2 separate regions of the Mus musculus genome follow, and region 1 is linked to region 2. A link is a contact called in public Hi-C data. All regions are on one chromosome and are shown on one strand. Each heading gives the region's core, a stretch centred on a gene start, on an enhancer-like site or on the middle of the called end of the contact. The rest is flanking DNA. Distances are from core to core; before and after follow the strand shown.

Region 1 (6,880 bases), core at 3,723-6,222, 400 kb after region 2:
CCAGGAATGCAGGGATGGTTTAATATACGAAAATCCATCAATGTAATCCATTATATAAACAAACTCAAAGACAAAAACCACATGATCATCTCGTTAGATGCAGAAAAAGCATTTGACAAGATTCAACACCCATTCATGATAAAAGTTTTGGAAAGATCAGGAATTCAAGGCCCATACCTAAACATGATAAAAGCAATCTACAGCAAACCAGTAGCCAACATCAAAGTAAATGGAGAGAAGCAGGAAGCAACCCCACTAAAATCAGAGACTAGACAAGGCTGCCCACTTTCTCCCTACCTTTTCAACATAGTACTTGAAGTATTAGCCAGAGCAATTCGACAACAAAAGGAGATCAAGGGGATACAAATTGGAAAAGAGGAAGTCAAAATATCACTTTTTGCAGATGATATGATAGTATATATAAGTGACCCTAAAAATTCTACCAGAGAACTCCTAAACCTGATAAACAGCTTCGGTGAAGTAGCTGGATATAAAATAAACTCAAACAAGTCAATGGCCTTTCTCTATACAAAGAATAAACAGGCTGAGAAAGAAATTAGGGAAACAACACCCTTCTCAATAGTCACAAATAATATAAAATATCTTGGCGTGACTCTAACTAAGGAGGTGAAAGATCTGTATGATAAAAACTTCAAATCTCTGAAGAAAGAAATAAAAGAAGATCTCAGAAGATGGAAAGATCTCCCATGCTCATGGATTGGCAGGATCAACATTGTAAAAATGGCTATCTTGCCAAAAGCAATCTACAGATTCAATGCAATCCCCATCAAAATTCCAACTCAATTCTTCAACGAATTAGAAGGAGCAATTTGCAAATTCATCTGGAATAACAAAAAACCTAGGATAGCAAAAAGTCTTCTCAAGGATAAAAGAACCTCTGCTGGAATCACCATGCCTGACCTAAAGCTTTATTACAGAGCAATTGTGATAAAAACTGCATGGTACTGGTATAGAAACAGACAAGTAGACCAATGGAATAGAATTGAAGACCCAGAAATGAACCCACACACCTATGGTCACTTGATCTTCGACAAGGGAGCTAAAACCATCCAGTGGAAGAAAGACAGCATTTTCAACAATTGGTGCTGGCACAACTGGTTGTTATCATGTAGAAGAATGCGAATCGATCCATACTTATCTCCTTGTACTAAGGTCAAATCTAAGTGGATCAAGGAACTTCACATAAAACCAGAGACACTGAAACTTATAGAGAAAAAAGTGGGGAAAAGCCTTGAAGATATGGGCACAGGGGAAAAATTCCTGAACAGAACAGCAATGGCTTGTGCTGTAAGATCGAGAATTGACAAATGGGACCTAATGAAACTCCAAAGTTTCTGCAAGGCAAAAGACACTGTCAATAAGACAAAAAGACCACCAACAGATTGGGAAAGGATCTTTACCTATCCTAAATCAGATAGGGGACTAATATCCAATATATATAAAGAACTCAAGAAGGTGGACTTCAGAAAATCGAACAACCCCATTAAAAATGGGGCTCAGAACTGAACAAAGAATTCTCACCTGAGGAATACCGAGTGGCAGAGAAGCACCTGAAAAAATGTTCAACATCCTTAATCATCAGGGAAATGCAAATCAAAACAACCCTGAGATTCCACCTCACACCAGTCAGAATGGCTAAGATCAAAAATTCAGGTGACAGCAGATGCTGGCGTGGATGTGGAGAAAGAGGAACACTCCTCCATTGTTGGTGGGATTGCAGGCTTGTACAACCACTCTGGAAATCAGTCTGGCGGTTCCTCAGAAAATTGGACATTGTACTACCGGAGGATCCAGCAATACTTCTCCTGGGCATATATCCAGAAGATGCCCCAATTGGTAAGAAGGACACATGCTCCACTATGTTCATAGCAGCCTTATTTATAAAAGCCAGAAGCTGGAAAGAACCCAGATGCCCCTCAACAGAGGAATGGATACAGAAAATGTGGTACATCTATACAATGGAGTACTACTCAGCTATTAAAAAGAATGAATTTATGAAATACCTAGCCAAATGGATGGACCTGGAGGGCATCATCCTGAGTGAGGTAACACATTCACAAAGGAACTCACACAATATGTACTCACTGATAAGTGGATATTAGCCCAAAACCTAGGATACCCAAGATATAAGATACAATTTCCTAAACACATGAAACTCAAGAAAAATGAAGACTGAAGTGTGGACACTATGCTCCTCCTTAGAAGTGGGAACAAAACACCCATGGAAGGAGTTACAGAGACAAAGTTTGGAGCTGAGATGAAAGGATGGACCATGTAGAGACTGCCATATCCAGGGATCCACCCCATAATCAGCATCCAAACGCTGACACCATTGCATACCCTAGCAAGATTTTATCGAAAGGACCCAGATGTAACTATCTCTTGTGAGACTATGCAGGGGCCTAGCAAACACAGAATTGGATGCTCACAGCCAGCTAATGGATGGATCACAGGGCTCCCAATGGAGGAGCTAGAGAAAGAACCCAAGGAGCTAAAGAGATCTGCAACCCTATAGGTGGAACAACATTATGAACTAACCAGTACCCCGGAGCTCTTGACTCTAGCTGCATATGTATCAAAAGATGGCCTAGTCGGCCATCACTGGAAAGAGAGGCCCATTGGAAACGCAAACTTTGTATGCCCCAGTACAGGGGAACGCCAGGGCCAAAAAGGGGGAGTGGGTGGGTAGGGGAGTGGGGGTGGGTGGGTATGGGGGACTTTTGGTATAGCATTGGAAATGTAAATGGGCTAAATACCTAATAAAAAATGGAAAAAAAAAAACAAAAAAACAAAAAAACAAACAAAAAAAAAAAAGAAAAAAAAAAAGAATCTACCTTCTTAAAGCTGGAAGAAAGTTCAAGGATTCCCACCATCATATTCCCCTCAGCTAACACAGCTATACCAACTGTGTGCATAGCGTTCATCATCTGAACTTAGTGTGTTCTAGCTGCTTTTCTACTCAACCATTTCATTTCTGATGAAGGAACCCCAGCATCCTTTCCTTGAGTGTCAGGATGTTCAACATCAGCATGCCAATGTCAGCATCAGCACCTGTACTTGTTATTTAATACCAAGTGGACAACACTAAAAACTTACCCATACAAGTAACACCAAATGGACTCAATAGTTTATATTTATATATTCATATGCATGTATAAAAATAATAATAAACACATGAACATAGGAGGTAGTGAAAGGCTGGAGAGGCCGCCATCAGACAGAAAGGTAAGTCTGATGTGAAGAGAGGGCAGGAGAGGGGAGCTGGGCACAAGCCTCCTTGATTGGCATTCATGCTCAGGAAGTTTTAAAATGGTCATCAAGGAATCATACAACCCAAAAGAATCTTGGAAGGTATTTGAGGTGCTCAGGAAGTGGTGGGCACTATTACCTACAAGGCTTTCATCAGGCTTGGGGAAATCACAGCCACCTACATTTCTACAACTTCAGTCCTTGGAAGACCATTCTCAAGTCAAACTTAGATTTCTTACAACATAATTAAAGTCTTCTGTTAGTAAAGTCCCCAACAACTTATGAAGCTTACAGGAAAAAATGTGTACATGGTGCTGCATGCCTTTGACCCCTGCACTCTGGAGGGACAAGAGATTTTTAGCCACCTCTACCTAATAAGTCCAGGATAGTCAGGGCTATATAGTGAAACCTTGTCTACAAAGTTGAAAAGTGGCCCTGCTCAGCACATGTAGGGAAAACATGAACACATTTCAGTGCAATAGGTTTGGCTCTAAGAGCACTTGCTTCACATAGCTTGATGTAAATTTTGACCTGAAGTTAATAAATTGCATTTAAATTTTGGCACAATGCCTCTATAGATCAATAACCAACACAATCACAAAAATCAGGACCCAGTGCAAACATGTATGATCTAAGGGCAACATGAGTTCCAGCTTCTCCCACTTCTGACTTGAGAAAAATACACCTGAAACATAGAAATGTCTGACATGTCAGTTTCACATGGCTATACTCTGAATTTTTTAGGAAATTAGACAAACTCTCTTTAGTTGGAAAGTTCACCTTCCTAAAGGACATTATAACAATATCATACAGCATATATTAAATAATGTTATGTAATTTAAAATAACTATGCTAGGGTCATTTATTCTCCTGGTCTATTTAAATTTACTCTAACTTAATCTTTATAGCAACAGTATAATGTAAAACTATTATAACCCCATTTACATGTAAGAAAATCAGACAGAAAGAGGTTAAATCACTTGCCAAGTCTCCACAGGAAGTGAGTTTTGCAACTAGAATTTAGCTCTGGCACTCAGCTTTCAGAACCATATTCCTAACTACTCCATTATTCTTCACTTGGTCCTTCTCTGACAGTGGAATTTTGGTAGAATTTTGGAGTAGCACATTTTTAACACAATAAATGATGATCATCAGATCATACTGTGACTCCTGTTATAGTCACAGAAATGTGTGTGTGTGTGTGTGTTCAATTCAGAAAAGACTTCTTAAGAATTCCAGTTACAGGAAAAAAATCTAAAATAGAAACTTGCAAGTTTCTGCTTCATCTGTGTTTACCATTCACTTAAGACCCTGGACAATCAAATTCATTTTCATATGGAAAGCTTGGGGTGGTATCCTTTGAATCAGAAATTGTCCTAAATCAGCCCTTGGCCTGAAAATGAGGATGGAATGAGGGAGGCTGTGGAGTCTTGAAAACTAGCTGTTCCAAATCCAACAGCCATTGGTTACACAGCAAGCCCTCTTGTCCTCTACCAAAACACCTAAAAGACTATTCACCTCCAGGCAGCCCTGGACACAGGCAACCACAACTAACAGTATGGAGCTCTCTGCTGGCTCCTGCTCTTTTACTTAATTTTTTTCTTTCTTTTCCTTTTTTTCCTCTCCCCCCACCCCTTGCTTTGTGCACTAGCCTGACATTTCTCTTTGTTCCTATGGGCATGTATCCAGCTCCCTCCCACAGATCTCTTGCCTGGCAAGCAGAGTGTCGACTCCCAACATGATTCTGCCCCCACAGAGCATGCAGCGTGTGCTATGCTGTGGGTGGCAGAGGAGAAAGGAGCCATGGCAGCCCTAGAAATATCAATCTCCCTGGTGCCATTATGCAGGGTCTCAACACCTCTACGGGGTTCTAAGCAAAGTGGATGTGTCAGTGCAAGAAAGCGGTTAGCCTTGTTTAGTGCACTCTGGCTGAGGCAGGACCTGGTGGGAGGGATGGAGAGAGTTAGGCCCTTTGCACTCTGGGAGCTTTGTAGAAGGATGAAGTAGCAGCTATGATACAGGAGTATGATAGTGAGATGCAGTACATGATGTTACATATATTAAACGATGTTGTCCTATAGTTAAATTTTTAATAATTTTTAATAATAATAATCTATTTAGTCCTCTGATTAAATATGGAAAGGATATATTCCTTAAAGGAAAAAAGATCGTGGTCAAGGATACAATCTAGCAGTCATGTTCAATGGAAGATGTTCATGTAGCTGTAGAGTCTTATAGAAGAAAATCAAGGAGCCTCTATCATTTCTCCCGGACTTCTTATCAAAGGCTACATAGTAATGTTCTATCTTTAGCCATTGACAAATGTCATAAAACCAGAAGCTTTCTGCATTTATACCTATTTTAAGCATGTGTGATAGTGTGAGATGGGCTAAATAACATTTCCCAACATTAAAAATACCTGAAAGGTGGCTAGTGCTTATCAGAGATTTACATCTCACAAGAACCTCGTGCTTTTGGTTTTAAGAGCTGGGGACTAGAGTACGAGACTTGCTCAAATTTTCTTGGCCAGTTATCTGGATAATGCAGTACTGATATCCAGTTCATGTGATGCCAAAGTCTGTCATGGTTCCAGGAGAAATGATTCTCTTATACAGAAATAAAGTGTTTTCCCAGATCTTTAAAAATGCAGACTGTCTAAAGCTACGAAGAAATCCAATATGAAGACTCAATACCTAAACTGAGCCTGGCTTTGTGATTTTCCTATAGTTACTACTCAACTACTGGATGCCTTGCCGAAAATCACTGCAACATCCTCTGCATCTCTAACAACTGCACACACCATGTCACTGCTTCAAGGTATGATTTCTGTGTATCTAAATGGAAAGTTCTTCTACATTACTGTTCTTTGTGAAATAAGCACAATCCATCTTCATTTGTGAAACATACTCTTGCAGGGTGAGGAAAAAATTTGCATTTGCAACATCATAACTATAAATCATGAATATTTCCTTAAATGGGAGTAGAGGGAGAGTTATGTGGATTAACGTATCTATCAAAGGTGACTGAGTTGTTTTCTTTCTCAAAATAACAGATACTGAGGATAGGAAGATTGCAACCACTCCATCAACCACCCCCTCCTATTCCAGTGAGTAACATGTGTATCTCCGTTCATGGAAGTAGACGTGCAGAGTATGCAAATGACAACAGTGGAGGGATGGAGCTGCGGATAACCTGTTTTCAATGTTACTCAGCATGTAACTCCATTATAACCCAAACTACAGCCTGATTGAAGAATTCTTCATAAGCCTGATCTTAGTTACCACACCATGGCCATTTTCTTTCTCTTTTTTCTTTTGTTTTTCTTTTCCACTTTTGTCCTACAGTAAGAAATTACCAGAAAAGACAAAAATATAGCTTAATGGAAGTGTATTCAGCTAAGGCAAAATCTCCAATCTCCACACTAGTAACGTTTTATTTAAATCACCATGCCAAATGCCTTCAACATATTCATCATTTGTCAATTAAATATTCTTAAAGCAAATAACTTATTAAAAATGCCTTTTTAACCTTGATGGAGTTTTATCTTATTGATTGTAATTAATTTTATTTTAACATAAACATATATAAGCAATATAACACCTTACAGATG
Region 2 (7,043 bases), core at 2,151-4,650:
ATATGCAAGCACTCATCCTCAAAGTTTAGTTTTGTACATGTGTCTGGGTATCTGTAGCATAATGAATCTCTGTAGTTTAAGTCATGTTTTATTTTACTATATCTTATTTAGGTCATGTAGCCCCCATCCACAGGAACTCCATGACGTTCTATTTGCTGACAGATATCCTGATGTGGCTGGTTTGTGGTATTGAACCTGCTCTCAAGTTTGTCTGTGCCAATTCTCAGACATAATCTTTGACTTCCTGTGACTACCTTTAGATGATAATGCTGTCATTCACCATGTGTTACTAATTGAGAAGAGCATTCTCCTAGAATCTGTAGTGTGAGTATTCTTTTCTCTTTCCTCCCCTCTGTCTCTATACCTATGCTACCTTAAAGGGTGACCCCTGTCCCAGGTCTCTTGAAGCAGGTTTGATTATACTACAATTTTTCCTGCTTTGCCCTGAGTACCAATGTACTTTGTCATGACTTAAGGAGAACATTAAGTCTGGCTGCAACATAAAACAAGGCTATAGTGTATTTCTCTGATTGAAGAACAGACAGTACACTCAAGGCTTTGAAAAAATCTGTGGCAACGAAAATGATCCAATATTTTGTTTTTATTTCTAAATAAACAGTGTGTGTATATGGGTTGGGAGACATGTGACAGGCTGGCCTTGAACTTTCTCTCCTCCTGCCACAGCCTTGTGATTTCTGTGTTACAGACATTTGCCATAGCACCCATATTTACCTCTTATTTTATAATAATAATAATAAATAATCCACTTATGGGTGTTTTAAGCAGTGACCCATCCACCCTTTATACGTTCTGAACCTAATGTTTTCTTTAGATTTCAGACACTTGTTTTTTTTTCCATAAGCCTTTGAGCCATGAGGCTTTTCCAGGGTAGTGTGTGTGTGTGTGTGTGTGTGTGTGTGTGTGTGTGTGTGTATGTGTCTGTCTTCCTCTCACTATTATCATGTATTACTACTGCTTCCTTGGAGTCCCCATCAGTGACTCTATGATTTCTTAGTTACCTAGAACTGAAGCATGACCTCATCAGTGAAGAATGATTTTTCATTCTTTGCCACTCTTTGTCAGATGCTCATGAGCACATCTTGATGATTGTTTAAAAGTCAATGGCCTTCTCCTTCAACACTTCTCTGCCCTAATACTGTCATACACCTTTCTCCTAACTATTCTTATTACCATGACAGTCTCAGAAGCAAAGTTGAGTATGGTTTTTTCTTGTCTACCCAATTAAGTTCAAATAGGTCAGAACTGCTTGTTCTTTCTTCTGTAGCACCTGCCTATGCTAACACAAGTGTCATATTTTTTCAGACAAGTTTCGGTTTAGGGGATTCACTTAGAATTCAAACAATCATTCTTAGTTATAGTAAAAGTCCCCATTTTCAGTCTTCAATCTAGTGTTCTCAGAGGATTGGCTTTGAAGCATCACCATAATCTAATCCCATTTCACTTTCTCTTTCTGGTCTCTACTGGTCCCCAGTAAGAACCTTTGCCTGTTCTCTGAACATGCAACACATCTTTCTGACTCCTGTCTTCAATTATGACCTGCTCATCTCTGCAGCACTCTGTTTTTTTCCTCCTGAAGTGATTAATTGTAATATCTGTCATCCTTGGCTTCTACTAGCACATCTTGTACCATTGTAGGACTTACAAGAGGATGTCCCTTCTGGAAGGACAAATGGTGTAATGGCACAGCTTTTCTCACACCATCATATCTCTGCTGAGATATTTGGCTCGAGCCCTCCTTCCTTTCTTCCTTTCTCTCTTCTCTCCTTCTTCCTTCCTTCCTTCCTTCCTTCCTTCCTTCCTTCCTTCCTTCCTTTCTTCCTTCCTTCCTTCCATGCTCTGGAGAAAACACACACACACACACACACACACACACACACACACACACACACACACACTGTACCACATGTACATGGTATATAATAATTGTATTCAGTATGTCATCTTGGAAACAATTGGGTTGACCTGGTTGATGAAAATAATTTACTTGTCTTTCAGTCAGGATTTCATCCTACTCAAGTCCAACCCAAAGCTTGTGATCACTTATTTCCCACATTTCCACATGACAAAACTAGCCCTCACAAACTCTCAGCTGGATACTATATATATGATACAAGGATCAAATTAAGTTTGGGGTTATGTTCTATATATTTCTGTAGTATAATTTAGCAAATTATTGTAAATAATAAAATTTCCTAAAGATTGTAAATATTTTTCAATGCACCCAAAACAAAACTAAGTATACTTTTTATGTAATTAAATCCAAATTGCCATTTATTGTAAAATATATCATTTTTATGTATCATTATCAATGAAAAACCTGCAAAAAATTAAACCAGGCTTTAGGATTCATTTTTATTGATACTCTGAATATTTGCTACTTGGTATGTATATAAAGTAAGATCTTCAAGCTACACATATTGGTTAAGATATTCCTAAGCTTAACAGATTCTACTTTTTATAAATTTTTGATTTGGTTGTTTACATTGTTAATTGCAGCTTGCTTTTCTGGTGTGTGTGTGTGTGTGTGTGTGTGTGTGTGTGTGTGTGCATGCTGTGAGTCAATTCTCTTCTTCTACCTTGTGAGATGTAGGTTTCAGGGATGGAGCTCAGATCCGCAGGCTTGGTAGCAAATTCCTTTACCAGCTGAACCATCTCACTAGCCACAAATCTGGTTTTTGATGCTTGTGACTTCCAATGATCTTTCCCTTTTCTGGCTAAGCAAGACCAGCAGCACAGTAAAGCTTCACTATTATTTGGCAAATTTTTCTTCTAGGCCCAGATGTGCCCTTTGCCAACCTCAGTATTTGAGCATGGGTAAATATTCCCAAAGTTCTTCAAGGGATTTTATAGGTAGGATGAGAGGTTGTAGTCATTCATTTTTACTTCTTGACTATGAAAGATGATTGTGTACAAGCAGGTAATCATATTTATGCCATTACTGACATCCACCTAGACATCATAGTTTTCTAGACTCATTCTTACTTTAGATGTGTGAATAATGGTTAATCGTCCCCAAATGTATTTTAGTACTGTTTAAATATAGGGATATTTGTTAAATTTGTATACATCAGTGGATTTAAAAGAGTGATTTAATTTTTAAATGAAATTAGTCACACATATGGAGCTGTGGTGTTACATAAAAAGATGATTGGAGATTTGTCTCAGGAGTTCTGGTCCAGATTTTGTGATGAAATCATTTTAATTTCACCAGTCTACATCCTAGAGCCATCATGTGAAGGCTAAGGGAAGTTCAACACTAATTGCCAAGGCTCTCAAAAGCAACAAGACTGGAGTTTGAAATCATTAGTCCAGATTCTCATCCAAGACAAAAATCCCTTGGACCACAACTCTGCCTAGAGACTTGAATTTGTCTGATGAAATCTGGCACAAGCCCTGCATAATCGAAGCAGAACACTTGGGGGATGATAATGCTCAATCTGCGTTTATTTGAGAAGAAATTGTCCATATGCAAAGTCTCCGAGGCCTGGAGAGAAAGTAATCACAGAGATTAACCCAAGAGTTCATTTGTATAGAAAGAACTAGACCCTTGGAGATTTCAAGTATTTTTCTTTCCTCCTGAATATTGACAAAGAACCAGAGACATAATGCTGGAAGGAAATTAGATTGCAAAATGGTTAATCCTCCCCAAATGGAAATCTGGTAAAGAATTTATGCATGGAGCCTGAAATATACACAGCAGAGCCAAGTGACTCAGTCCATTTAGAAAAAAAGAAAGAAATTTAATTAAATGCAATGCTATGGAGAAAAGAGGAGATATGCTATCTTGATTTCAAAGATATATAGAATCACTGTAAATATAATATGCAAGTAATGTTATTTTCCTTCTTGTTCTGCAGGCAAACCATGCAATATAAACTATTTATTGTTTTATCATTATGGCTGTTTATTCAAATTCTTTTGTAGCTAGTCTTCAAAAAACACACACCCCATTTGTTTATTAAGGCAGTTATATGCTAAGAAAGTAGCATAAACATGAAGAATGGTTGCTAAGATTTTGTGTTTCACTGTTTCTTTTCTTTTGGACTTTGAACAAATAAATAATTGTAATCATTGAGGAGCACTGAGCTTTTTGTGGAGAACAGGTTCATCATACCTGAGGTTAAATGGCTCAAAGACCTGCTGCAGATGGCTTAACAATGATGAGATTACAAACAAACAAACAAACAAACAAACAACTCTTGAGCATAGCTCAGCTCCTAGAAGCTATTCAAGAGTGACAGCCATTGCAATAAGCAATAACAGAGAGTGTAAGGACCTACAATTTGATAGGGGAAGGACAGGAAGTGGGATAGACAGGCTTTATGGACAGTCTTGTGAGAAACAGTGTCCTATACTAGATGTTTCCAATGCTAAGAGGTATGTGAAAGCTTTATAAAACATTTCTCTGAAAATTGTGGGCATAATTGGAGGGACTGAATTTGGCATCACATGATCCAGCATGAAGGGACACAAATGGCCAGCCTGTCTGAAGGACAAAGGAGCTCGAGTTGGTGGGTATATCAGTTGTCAGTCTGTTCCTGGGGATAGACCGTTGTTTCCACTTAGCTCAGCTGTGCCTACTGAGCTTTGACTTTCCTTTATAGGTCACTAGGAAAGGAAGAGAGTCATCTTTGAATCAAGTCTCCACTTTTGGAGAATATATGAAATGAACTGGAATCGACTTGTTCCCCCATAAGTTTATAAACATTCACCATACATGAGTCTGACATTCAGCCCAGGCCTAGATGACTCATATCTTGGGACCTAGAAGCACTATAGACCAAATCTTATCATGATTTCCTCCCTTTGTTTAATGGTGTGTTCTCTAGTATCAAGAGCAAATTGTACAACTCCTATTCCTGCCACATCTTGTATTTCTCACTTAAAATTTAAGTATCTTTCCTTTCAGGCTATTGAAAAGCTGATGTGCTGTTCCTAATTTATTTACTACAATGCTTCTGAAAAACATGTCATTAGTTAACTATTGTGATATGGTTCTCTTAATCAAAGATTTATTGGGGCAGTTTAGAAACAGTCAGATATATGCTATCCCCCCTATCTGTGAGATGTTTGCCATAAGCAACTGTGTGTGGAAGATTTATGCTGACTTACTCTACATTGTCTTGACTGATTAATTTTTATCAACCATAACAAAAATCTCCTTGCCAATGCATTATGCATATGAGCTTCATACATGAATAATTTTTTCTTTTATCTTAATTTACCACTATCCAGATATTTTAAAAATATTCAAAAGAAAGCAATTAATACAGGATTTCTTTATGTGAAGTTTCTGTGACATTTTTCTGTTGAGAAACCCCAGTGTGCAATCAAAAATTGTCCAAGAGTGACATCATTTTCTGGGCTTCCTGAGTAGAGATGAGATTAGCCACCATTATCACTGTCTTTTGCCACAGAGAGTTTTTGATCAGGAAAAAAAAGAATCATAGTTTGAAAACAAAATTTCCAATAGATGATGGTAAACAGTCTCACAATATCCAAAGGGCAGTATAGAGTCCTATTCTTTGCTGTGCATATTTTATTTCCTCTGTCTGAGGTTTTCAAATGAATACAGATAGAAGTGACATTTTCATACCTGAATGGCAAAGCACAGGTGAACCATGAGGCGTGAACAACACGAACAGTCATGACACAAAGAACTGAATTTTAATTCACAAAGAAAGACATGTTTCAATAAACTCCAGGGTCCTTTCAGTGAATATGAAAAGAAATGTTAACTCTCAGAAGTACTAACAGATACAGAACCTTGTCCTTTCACTTTTTAAATATCTGATATTGACATTTATAGTAAAACAAAAAAAGGAGAGAGAGAGAAGGAGGAGGAGGGGAAAAAAGAAGGGTTGGTTTCTAAAGCTATTTTGACTGTCTCCAAATGATGGGTACTTTCGATCTCTCTGACATTTTTGTTGGCATAAATTATTTTCCTATGTTCATGGGGAGGAAAACTGACATCTTGCTTCCTCTTGTTCCTTCAAGCCTGTTGTCTTACTCCTTTTCTTCTAGCTTTGCTTCTTAATAGGCTGATATCTGAGGATGTTTGCCTCTGCCTCTGCCTCTGCCTCTGCCTCTGCCTCTGCCTCTGCCTCTGCCTCTGCCTCTGCCTCTGCCTCTGCCTCTGCCTCTGCCTCTGCCTCTGCCTCTGCCTCTGCCTCTGCCTCTGCCTCTGCCTCTGCCTCTGCCTCTGCCTCTGCCTCTGCCTCTGGGTACCCAATGCTATCCAGGTTCACAATCAGTTTGCAGTTGTATAATAAGCACATGAGACTAGAAAGAACACTGTACTATGCATAAGAACCATGTCTTTTCCCTAACCCTTCAGTGTCTGCATGTTGCATGTTAGAAAAATCACTAGGTTTTAATGGGTCCATTTTCAGGTGGGTCACCTTTCACTCACCTGAATTTTTATATTGGTTAAGATAATTCAGATCAATCAAGAAATAAAAGGTCAGGCCTTTTTAAAAATTCATATAAATTATGCCTTTTATGATTAACTCTGAACTTTGACCACACAGACACTAAACACATACCTGGAGGGTTTTGTTTTGAATATTCATATTCTTTAGCACATTTACTAGAGTATGCTTGCACATTTCCATGTAAAATTCTGAACATAGGAAGGAGGTAAATCCATATCTTTCCCACCAGCTTAATTTTTCTAGATGAGTCCAAATGGATCTTGAAGAAACCGGATTCAAATATCAGTTTTACAGCACTGGAAAAAATCCTAAATCAAAGTGCCAGAAATAGACTCCAGAGAAACAGACTCAGCCCCACATCTGATAGGACTCTAAACTCTAAAAATGATCCAGAAAACTGATGTTCAGATACTGCACATCAGCTATCACAGGAAAGAGATTACTGAGTGACCAGAAGCAATTGAAGGAACCCACTGGTTGTACTTTATAGTAAGATTAGGCTTCCAGGTCACAGACCAGTGAGGGGACCTCAGGAAGAGCCAGCAATCTCCCTGCACAGGACAGGTGGAAGAGGAATTCAGAGAGCCA

Evidence for each region. Hi-C and Micro-C count contacts between places; a contact is called where the count stands out from the background.
Region 1: a contact with region 2 is called in a Hi-C map of cortical neurons, with 3 times the contacts expected there. The contact joins two enhancer-like sites. A contact is called at or near these places in 2 of 484 Hi-C or Micro-C datasets (both in cortical neurons) and 1 of 115 datasets of contacts at active chromatin or transcription factors (neural progenitor cells).

What each region holds. Positions count from the first base shown.
Region 1 is chr3:137,410,724-137,417,603 of GRCm38.p6, forward strand. It overlaps Emcn (endomucin), which reads left to right. Exons shown (of 12, transcript NM_001163522.1): 6 at 5,998-6,087; 7 at 6,323-6,376. Among named protein-coding and RNA genes, the nearest start is that of Gm38650, 45 kb to the left of the region's middle. Within about 2 kb of position 4,973, at least 35 of the 459 cell types and tissues checked have an H3K27ac peak or open chromatin away from gene starts, as enhancers often do. A contact at or near this core is called in cortical neurons, where this site is marked.
Region 2 is chr3:137,016,766-137,023,808 of GRCm38.p6, forward strand. No RefSeq gene overlaps it. Among named protein-coding and RNA genes, the nearest start is that of Gm26107, 48 kb to the right of the region's middle. Within about 2 kb of position 3,401, at least 8 of the 459 cell types and tissues checked have an H3K27ac peak or open chromatin away from gene starts, as enhancers often do. A contact at or near this core is called in cortical neurons, where this site is marked.